2 separate regions of the Mus musculus genome follow, and region 2 is linked to region 1. A link is a contact called in public ChIA-PET data. All regions are on one chromosome and are shown on one strand. The core of a region is the stretch at or near the end of the contact, and the rest is flanking DNA. Distances in the headings are between cores, read along the strand shown.

What was found. ChIA-PET counts read pairs in DNA pulled down with a chosen protein or histone mark.
Region 2: an RNA polymerase II ChIA-PET map of memory CD8 T cells shows a contact between it and region 1, with 6 read pairs. The contact joins two enhancer-like sites. A contact is called at or near these places in 1 of 484 Hi-C or Micro-C datasets (embryonic stem cells), 4 of 115 datasets of contacts at active chromatin or transcription factors (T-cell acute lymphoblastic leukemia, embryonic basal ganglia, embryonic fibroblasts and 1 more) and 1 of 9 other capture datasets (embryonic stem cells).

What each region holds. Positions count from the first base shown.
Region 1 is chr1:92,067,499-92,072,731 of GRCm38.p6, forward strand. All of the region lies in intron 2 of Hdac4 (histone deacetylase 4), which reads right to left. Among named protein-coding and RNA genes, the nearest start is that of Hdac4, 110 kb to the right of the region's middle. Within about 2 kb of position 1,888, at least 33 of the 459 cell types and tissues checked have an H3K27ac peak or open chromatin away from gene starts, as enhancers often do. A contact at or near this core is called in embryonic basal ganglia and memory CD8 T cells, where this site is marked.
Region 2 is chr1:92,369,820-92,375,471 of GRCm38.p6, forward strand. No RefSeq gene overlaps it. Among named protein-coding and RNA genes, the nearest start is that of Gm35992, 6.9 kb to the right of the region's middle. Within about 2 kb of position 1,977, at least 122 of the 459 cell types and tissues checked have an H3K27ac peak or open chromatin away from gene starts, as enhancers often do. A contact at or near this core is called in embryonic basal ganglia and memory CD8 T cells, where this site is marked.

The DNA of each region.
Region 1 (5,233 bases), core at 638-3,137:
TGTGTCAGTGTGGGGGTGGACTTTGAGACCCTCCTCCTAACCACATGGGAGCCAGTCTTCTCCTAGTGGCCTTCAGATGAAGACGTAGAACTCTCAGCTCCTCCTGCATCATATCTGCCTGGATGCTGCCATGTTAAGGTTTACACTTCTCTTAAAATTGTATTTATCAATGGTGTCCTAATTGCACGATATACTAGGGCAATGGTGGCATACAATTTGTGGGAGTAAACATCCAATAGACAATTTGACTCAATGCCCATGCTACGAGATGGAACCTATATCCAACACTGTTTGGTGACCAAGCAACTTCAAAGGGTGCTCTAAATCAACATGATCAATTGTCACATAAATTCACAGAGACTGAAGCAACATTCACAGGGCCTGCACCAGGTCCACTGTATGTGTATATTATGTATTCCAATTTAGTGTTTTTATGGGATTTCTGAGTGCAAAAGAGTGGGTCTCTGAATCTTGTGTCTTCTCTTGGGCTCTTTTCCTTCTGTAGATTTGTCTCATCCAACTTGATGTGATAGTTTTTGTTTTATCTTATTATATTTTACTTATATATTTTGTTATATTTTTAATCTTTTATTATTATTCCTTACTAATCTGTTCTTTTAAAATGAGATATAGAAAGGAGTGGATCTGAATAGGAGGGATGTAGTGAGGAACTGGAAGGCATAGAAGGGAAAACCATAATCAGGATGTATTATGTGAGAAATTGATCTATTTTCAATAAAAGAAAAATATGCTTATATACTTAATAATAAACGTTAAAGGGGCTAATGAGATTGCTCAGCAATTAACACTTTTTGCTCTCAGATCGGTCTCAGTTCAGTTTCTGGCACCTATGTTGATACACAACCATCTGTACTCCAGTCCCAGGCAATCTCATGCCCTTTTCTGATCTCTATGGATACCATACATGCGCATGGTATACACACATACGTGCAGACAAAATATTCATGTAAAATAAAGTATACAAATCTAATAATAAGAGGTAAAGAATAATAACTACAATGAAAAAAAGAAACTTAGAAAAAAGGTGCTCCTGTAAAGCAGTTTTTAATGCAAATTTTTAAGACGAATGAATGCAGTTTTCTAGAATTGCTAGATTAGATATAGAGAGAAAAAAAATAAGAATAAGACTACAGACCTAGACCACTGGAATGTAGCATAAAAACAAACAAGAGAAAGTAATGAGCAATGAGCAAATGAGCAAGAATAGCCAGTACAGACCTAGTGTGAACTACTGAACCAAAACCCGAAAGAAACACACAATGCAAAACTTAATAATGACAATACTCTAGAATTCAGAAACATTACTAGAGTTCTGAAGTCCTAAGTAGTATAAACAAGAACAAATGTGCATGTAGACACTTTTCAGTAAAATATCTAAATATCAACATAGAAAGATATTTATACAGCACTGAGACAGTAAGACACGTACCCATGAAGAAAGAAAACACGGGTTGATGCTTGGTCTTTTGGTTAAGATCAAGGATGTAATCCTTCCTCTCTCTGAAGACAAGATATAAAAGGAATCTTTGGAGTTAGGAGGAGAGGATAGCTGGGCAGAAAACTACTTTCTAATAGCAGTAGAGGGGAAAGAGTAAAAGATAAAACTGCTGCTGAAGGGTGTAGCTAACTCCATTTTTGTACCTAGCTAAACTTTAATATGAGAGAGGGGGGGGAGAGAGAGAGAAAGAGAGAGAGAGAGAGAGAGAGAGAGAGGGAGAGAGAGAGGTGGAAGACACTTTCAGACTAACAAAAAATGTTTACTGGGGCTTGAGAGATGGCTCAGAACTTAGGAACACTTGTTGCTATTGCAGAGGACGCAGGTTCAGTTCCTAGCCTTCATATGGTGGCTCAAAACAACCTGTACCTACAGTTTCAGGGTATCTGATGCCATCTTCTGGCCTCCAAAGGAGCAGGCACATGGAGCACACATGTATACACACAGTCAGAAAATTTATATGAATAAAATAATTAAAACTAAAAATGTTTAACATTCAGAAACTATGGGTCAGAATAACAACTAAAGGATTATTTCACAATGAAGAAGCCATCTCCATGGTGGAGTGCAATGATCAATGCTAAGATAAAACACTAGTGAACATGTAGTAAACACAGCTGTGCAGGAAATAACATAAAGTTCACACAATCACCAAGACCACTTTTACCACAAGTATATTTCTGAAGACTTGTTTCCCTTGTGTGTGGTGTGGTGTAGTGTAGTGTAGGGTTGTGTGTGTGTGTGTGTGTGTGTGTGTGTGTGTGTGTGCGCGCGCGCACGCGCATGTTTTAAAAAATCACTGTTTGAAACACCTTGTTAGCTTCTTATATAAATACAAATCCCCGAGTACAAAATTTCCCTTTCTACTCTGATACTAGAAAACCCGAACCAGTGCATTTTTAAGGCTGAAGCAGGCTGTGTTTTACTTCTAAGAGCCCATCAATTTTCCTTGGTGCCAATTTCTTTATTCTTGAATAAATCACATGAAGTGTAGCTGTCCTTGAAAACAGAAGGCAGAAACACCAACTGCCCACCAAGGTTGCTGCTTTCCATGGGGAGTAGGCAAGGGACCGCAAAGCTCTGCAGTTTAGTGCTTCTCTGAAGAAGGCAATGCTCATTAGCCATGCCTGAGAACAAAAGCAAGCAAAAGCCTAAGTGATGAAGATCACTGCTGGGCATGGGCTATTCTCTACACACATCATGGACAACACATTTGCATGTCCAAGAACCCTTCTTTGAAATCAGCCACACTTATGCAAAAGCAACTCTGTGAAAAATAATCAGCAAAAGATTGCTTAGTTAAAAGTAACCAGCTCTTGGGTAAGGATAAACCAGTCTATGCAAATAATGTTGTATTAATGCAAATATTATGTTTGTCTTTTAATGCAAACAGCATCTGTTTTGCACAGCCACAGCCATTGCTTTGTAGTTCCTGCTGAGGCACTCCACTGAGTTCCAGCTGCTTGTTAAGAGTGGAGAGCAGATTTTCAGAGAGTAGAACAGAGCAAGCAGCTCTTCAAAAGAACAGAGGGCAGACAAATCCCAAGGCCTTTCTCTCTCACAAAGGAAAAGAAACACAACCAAGAATGATCCCAATCTCTTTTGTAGAGGTTTAGTTCTCGGTGGGGGGGGAGTGGGGGGGTATGGGGAAGGGTCCATTTGTTACTCATATGTATTAAGACTGGTAAATTTTGTAAGTGAATTATGTATCATAACACTTTGCTGAAATTATTGATAATTTCTACAATTTTTCTAGTCAAATTTTGGGAACATTGGGTATAGTATAGTACAATCTTCAACTGAAAATAATTTGACTTAATATTTTCTCAATTTTATCCCTTCTCTTGTCTTACTGTTCTAGCTAATGCTTCAATCACATTATGGATGAGCAGTAGAGATAGTGGGCAGTCCTCTCCCATTCCTGATTTTAATGAGGCTTATTAATAGTCTTATTCACTTAGGATGATATTGATCATGAGTCTGTCATACATAACCTTTATTATGTTGGAATATGTTTCCTACAGTCTTACTTGTTCTAGGGCTTTTATTAAGAATGCATGTTGAATCTTATCAAAGACTTTTTCTTTTTTTTTCTTCCATTGAGATGATCATATGATTCTTGTATTTTTGTCCATGTATTTGGTTTATTACATTTATTTCTTATATGTTAAAAAAATAAAATCAATGAAAAAAAGTTTGGGAGGAAATTAAGATTTCTTTTCATAGATTCATTTGCAGGAAAATCCATTTATAACAACACAAATTAAAAGGGAAAGCTGAATGTGACCAGAGACTAGCTCAGCACCATGCTGTCTGATATCAGCCGAGCCGCATTCTCTACCTCTAGCAAAGAGGCATTATCTGGAACAGCTATCTAGTCAACCCAAAGTTACTCTACTCATTTTTTTCTACCTGTCTATGGAGACAGAGCTTCTATTGTGTGTGTGTGTGTGTGTGTGTGTGTGTGTGTGTGTGTGTGTGTGTTGGGGGACAGGGGTGACCTTTGTACCCATGATGCTGGGACAGTAACTTTCAAAAGCAAAATTGACAGGTTGGGGAATAGGTGGGTTCATGGGTGGACAAATCAAGCAATTATATATAAGGAAACTGATCACAAGAAAAGAAAAATGGCTTCAAATGAATTCAAGCTCCAAGTCTCTACTCAACCAAGAACACCTGACAAAGCTGGTCCTCAAAATATCAAGACGTCCTAAAGATCCTAAAGAGCACAATCAGATGTATTAGTCCAAGTGTCCCCAAGGGTGAGGCCACCTGTGTACTATCAGATATGCTTCAAAGTAAGTACCTATACTCAGATATACTTGCTGCTAAAACCCAAAAATACCCAGTCACAGGACTGGAAAGATGGCTCAAACTTTGTAATGTTTTTTGCAGAAGACCGGCTTTCAGTTCCCAGCACATCAAATGGCTCACAACTGCCTGTAGTAACAGTTCCAAAGGACCCAATGCCTTCTTCTGGTATCCATGGGCACCTGTACTCATGTGCCCATACCCACACATAGCACAAATATATACATAAATTAAAATATCTTCCAAATATCCATCCAAGTAATTGTTCATGTGACTCACAGGCCAACCATTCTGACAGTCAATAACAATTAGGTCAGACTTACTTTGACTCCCAGGAACTGTCTCACAGGCTACCAACTCCTTTAGTAAGTGCAGACAGGATTTCTGGTCTTGACAAAAATACCACAAATTGGTGAATAAACTTAAAACAAAACAAAACCCCACAAGAACAGGGTAAAGGTGACTTATCACAGAGAACAATCAGAAGCTAGACAGACATCAAAAGTATTTGTAAAGGTACTGGTAAGTTAGCCAAATAGTAAGGGATTCCAGCAGCAGACAGAGACCTGGGGGTAAGCCTGGCATTTGGGGCAGATTTCTACTAAGGATCACAACAGGGCTCCCAGGTAATTCTGCAGAACCTTCAGCACTCTGACCCTCTCTTACATATACATTTCATGAGTTGAAATCAAGGGACTAGAGTGAATGAGAAAAGGATAGAACTCTTTCAATCAAAAAAATCCCAACGCCAAGGCCATGGTTCTAGCTCCACTTGTAATGACTGTAACCCCTAAATTGAGGGAGGTCAATAAATAATAGTTTGGTGTACTTTTAAGAAATTGCCAGTCAGTATGATTTGCCACGTTAACAAATAATAAATTGTACATCATCTCAACAGGGAAGCAC
Region 2 (5,652 bases), core at 727-3,226, 300 kb after region 1:
CCCTTCCTCTCAGCCTCTTCTATAAATCTCTATGTGAGTTTTCTGGGGCTACCATAATAGCACCATTATAAATGTCCTCCCTGTTGCAGAGACCGAAGGTTCCCAATCAAGGTGTGGGTCCATCTGATGCCATTAGAAAGACCTAGCCTGATCTCCTCAGATGTTGGTCACTGTCAGTGTTTGGAATTTCCCCCAGCCCCCCCTCCCCCCGCACACCCCCTCCCTGCTATGGCACCTCTATAGCTTCTGCCTTCGTTTTTCACACACTATCACATGGCTGTCTCTGCATTTAACTTCCTCTGCTTTAAAAGTCTTTCCTACTGGATCAGGGCCCACCTGATGACCTCATTCTCACTTCATTTCCTGAAACCACCCCATTCCCAAAGATGGGATTTCAGTGTATTTTAGGGGGCATGATTCAGCCTAGGCACCGCTTCCTCTTCCCTTTCTTAAATGTCACTGTGTTACTGAACAGCGCCGTGCCCCCTCCCCAAGGAACCCCAGGGACCCCTTCATCTTAAGCACATTGTATAGGTCAGCCTCACAGGTTCTAGAGCTCGGGGTGTGGACAGCTTTCTTGGGGCCACAGTTCATCCACGTGTGCCAGGTCAATGGGGAGCACATTTACCAGGTCCAGCCATGGCTCTAGCATAGCTCGATGGACCTGTGCTTTCTAACTTAGGTTAATATATACCATCTCTCAGTATTTTTTTTCAGTATGACTTCCAGTAATAGCTTTGTCCAATTTTTACTGGATTTTCCCCTTTGGAAAGCTGATTTGTGGCTGCCTCTTGAAAGAGAGAAAAGAAAGAAAGAAAGAAAGAAAGAAAGAAAGAAAGAAAGAAAGAAAAAGAAAGAGAGGGAGAGAGACAGAGAAAGACGGACAGACAATGGACAAAAAGAGTAAAAGCAATTTGCAAAGGGGCCCCATAGGAATCTGGTGCTCCCCACAGGGTGCTGGTGCTCCCCACAGGATCCTGGTGCTCCCCACAGGGTACTGGCACCACCCTACATAGAACAGGAACCCTACCCCCATAGGATTAGCATCTGCAATGACAAACAGACACACTGTTTTCAGGAGCAGTAGGGAGAGGGTGCTGTCAAAGAAACAAGGTCTGCAGGGCCATTCATGCCCAAGCGAGCAGCAAGTTTATGGGGATACACTAACATAACAGCTTATTGGACAGCACCGCACTGAACAGTTTGGCCTAGGTTGACTGATCACACAGGGTGATGTTATGTCCTGGGACTGGCCGTGTGCTCATAGTTACCACGGGCCAAAGGAAAGAATGGTAGGAGCCAGAGAGTCCCCTGCTTTCTGGAGATTCCATAGGGACCTATGTGTGAGCCAGGCCAGGCCCATCCTGTTGTTAAGCCAAAGGCTTCTACCAGCATGGCATGAGTGTGACCAGGGTGTCTTTTCCAGAGAAACGCAGCCAGGGTAAGTCTGTCCTATGCAGCAGTTAATGACACTGCCCTTTCCCTACCATGAAGATGCCGGGAGGCATATGAAGTGGTCCAGCATAGCTTGAGCCACTGGGTATGGGGTGTGGCCAGGAGCCAGGAGATGGGACCTGACACTTTGCTACAAAGCCAAAGTCAAGCCAATAATCACAGAACTCAGCGATGTACCCTAGAGCCAAGGGCCCTGGACTATGCCACACCTGTAGCTCCTGATGCCTGGGCTCTGAGCCATGGCTGGAGCAGGGATGTCCTGAAGCAGCACGATGCTTTTCAAAAGCTGTCTAGCACCTGAGCTTGTGGTGCTTGGCATTGCCCACCTGGCCTGCCCAGTCCACGGGCTCAGCTTCCAGCTCTGGAGTCATGGGGAACTGGGCCCATTTCCTTGGGTCTTCGTTGCAACCCAATTGTTTCATCCCCCACTCTCCCAGAATATCCTAAGAACTCTCCAGGCAAAACCACACTCCTGTCCATAGGGCAAATAAAACCGAAACAGCTGCTATATTTAACGGAAAACACATCCTGTTGCCATGACAACCTGTGTTCTAAAATTAGAAACGCCTCACACAGTGGGGTAGCTGCCATAAAGAGAACTGCTCAAAATTGCCTCTCCATCCATCGATCCTCTGCAGGGGAGCTTGGTGCCCCAGCCCAGCCCACCCACGCTGCAACCATCATTCTGGAACCGATGCGGTCTCCACGGTCTGAAGTGGAAGCAATCTCTCTCTGGTTTCCTCCGATTGTGCCTACATTCAGGCTGAGGGGTTTCTGTCCAGTAAGTGCAGGTTCTCCTTCATTAGGAGTCACCTGACCATCCCATGCCAGATGCTTCTGGCATGCCCTCCTGGGGAGCAGGGCGAGAATCTAGTGGGAAGGCAACCAGGAGTCCAGAGCAAGGAGGACTACACCCTGGGGACCCTGGTCATTCCACCTTGCCTTCAGATGATCAGAGTTTTGCCAGTATTTCACAGGGCTCTGTCTACAGCAAGTTTTCACCTCTCAGAGCCCAGCCCCCTGGCCTCAGTACCCTGGCCTGACCACTACACATCACCTAGGAAACTAGGAAGTTGGATACTTGGGAAGGGGGGGGGGGAAATCACTCCTTACCAGAGAGCTTCAGGAAGTCTTTGCACTTATCAGACATCAGGACCCCTTTCTCCTCCCAGGTCCTGGGACTCTGCAGGCCTACTCCTTGTGGTCCCTTGGGCTTGTCCCTGCCCATTGACCATAGGCTCATGCCCATCCCCCCTCCCACCAGTGGATGCTTCTAAGTGAGTCACTGAGAAGTCCATGCTCCCCTGAAGGAGAGAGTGAGATGAGAGATTCCCACTTGCTGTAACCCTGTGGTCATATTCATTTTCTCTGTGCTGGTCTATAACTATTAAGACACAAGAGTGTATGGTCACCCAGTCACGGCCCTGGATGTCTTGTGGTCTCTGACGCCCATGACCGACCCCATGTCATTATTCACTTCCTCCCAAGCCCTGGAGGCACTGCTCAGCCCTCCATCCACAGCTGCTATCCCCAGTGATACAGCACCGGAACCCAGCAGGACAGCACCCTGGAGGCACACATGACAGTGGCTGTCTTGAGTAAGAGCCTCTGTGGTCACTCACCGGAAACCCTCAGGAGATGCTATTAAGCTTGTCAGACAGGGGGCAGCTCCTGAGCCTTCAGGAGATTTCCAGGATGTCCCTCTCCCCCAAGAAGTTAGGTAAGAGGCAAACAATATGAAGCCAGGGTGAGGGAATCGCTTCAGGAATGTAACCGCCAATAAAGCTGCCCAGGGTGTTCTGGTGACATAGCTTTCATGATTTGTCACCTATGCTGGGCTGAGATTTTCAGTGATATGGGTCTCCAAAAGTCAGCCATGTTCCTGTAAGGAATACCATTAAACTCACTGGTGTGACAAACTGGACTCAGATGGACTCCTTTCTTTGCTCTCAGTGCCCCATCTTTCTAGGCGAAAAGACACTCCTTTATGTTCCCAGCACCAGCCCAGGGTGGGAGTGAGGATTCCTGCCACAGGCCTGCTTCTGTTGGGTCTCCTCTGTGGACGAGACATAGTGTGTTGTAGTGAGTTCAGCCTTTCGGCTACAAAGGCCCTGGACGTTCCCAGTGTACTATGGTCACAACTGGAGTTGCTACTATGCTCACCCCAGGTACTGGCTGGTTTTGTGTGTCAACTTGACACAGCTGGAGTTCTCACAGAGAAAGGAGCCTCCCTTGAGGAAATGCCTCCATGAGATCCAGCTGCAAGGCATTGTCTCAATTAGTGATCAAGTGGGGAGGGCCCATTGTGGGTGGTGCCATCCCTGGGCTGGTAGTCCTGGGAAAGCAAGCAGAGCAAGCCAGGAGAAGCAAGCCAGTAAGTAACATTCCTCCATGACCTCTGCATCAGCTCCTGCTTCCTGACCTGCTTGAGTTCTAGTCCTGACTTCTTTTATTGATGAACAGCAATGTGGAAGTATAAGCTGAATAAACCCTTTCCTCCCCAACTTGCTTCTTAGTCATGATGTTTGTGCAGGAATAGAAACCCTGACTGAAGACACCCCAGGTACTTGGTGAGCGTACACTCTGTGTCTCTAGAAAAACAAACAAACAGACAAACAAACAAACACACACATAAAACACCTGGGAGCAGGATTGCTAATCCAGACCTTCACACTGCTAGCTCTCAGCAACTGCCAAGCTGCCCCTGTGCTGGTCGTATGCTTCCTCAAGACCTGTGCCTTGGAAGTGCCACTGCCTGGACCCCCAGCTGTGCACCACTGAGGGACGCAGTGGGCATGCTTGCTGTGAGAAGAGGTCTGAGCCTGTATCAAAGAACAAAACTGCCCACCCTTCACTCCCACCACACCTCCTCACCCCATCTCTTTGGTTTCAAACTGCCAGGTAAGGATTCTAAGGTCTATGGTTTTTAGGGAGCTATGCTGTCTTTTCCAGTACATGTCAGCATATACCCAAGGGGCTGGCATCACTGCCAGAGGTCACTCACAGCTGGTACCAGTGACAAGGGAAGCTGAAAGAGAAGATTATTTCAGTTTATAGTTTGAGGGTACAATCTTATAACAGGGAAGGGACAGTGGCAAGAGCTTGAGGCAGCCGGTCACGTCACAGCTGTAGTCACAGAGCAGAGAGACGCCAATGCTAAGCCTGGTTTCTCCTTTTGATTGAGTGTAGGACCCAAGAGACGGTGCCACCCACATCTAGAGGGGGGCTTCCTTGCTGGTTAACTTCTCAGGGACGCACCCACAGGTATGTTCCCATGGATTCAAAATCATTTCAAGTTAGCAATGGAGATTAACCACCACAGATTTAGAGGCGAATTTGTAGAAAAGAACACTTGAGGTTTGGGACCTCAGGAATGGGGACCTGGTTAGGTGTGTGAAGTGGTTGCTTTGCCAGCATGGGGACCTGAACTCAGACCCCCAGCACATGTGTAAAAGCCAGGCATAGTGGTGTGCGTCTGGAATCCTAGCCCTGTGGGGTGAGGGAGGGAGCACAGAGACCAGTGTTCCCTTCAAGCTCAGCTGCTACATAGCTTTGCCAAACCTGGTTCCAAGTTAGGTGAGAGACCCTGGTTCAAAGCATAGAGTGGAGAGCACTAGAAGAAGCAAGCCCACACATTGCAAGAACACATATGTGTGTGCACACCCACACAATCTTGTGAGTCCATGTGTGTGGGCACACCCACAAAATTGCATAAGCTCAAGTGTGTGGTCACGCCCACATGCATGCCTACACACACACACACACACACACACACACACATCTCCAACAGACTTGGTCCCACCTAACAAGAAGAGTCCCTGTGAGAAATCGCCCAGTGTCACCCATGAGAAGTCTCTTTAGCACAGCCGAGGGAAGCAGGGTCAGAGAACCTCAACCTAAGAAAGCCCACCCACTCCCACTCCCGCAAATGCAAATACGTGAAGCACTGGACACATCCATCTCACGTCTGAAAGAGATGTGGCAGGGCTCTTCCTGGACATGATGGCAGCTCTGACATTGTATCGGCAGTACCAGTAGCAAGTTGCCAAGTCTTTCCTAAGTAGTTATCGATTTGTTTTTTGAAAAGTTGATTTGGTCAGGTTGGGAATGGAATTACCACTATATTTTCTTTATAGGAAGAATGGTATGCAATTATATGAAGAAACCATGAAAACCGCAGACAGAACAGCAGAGAGA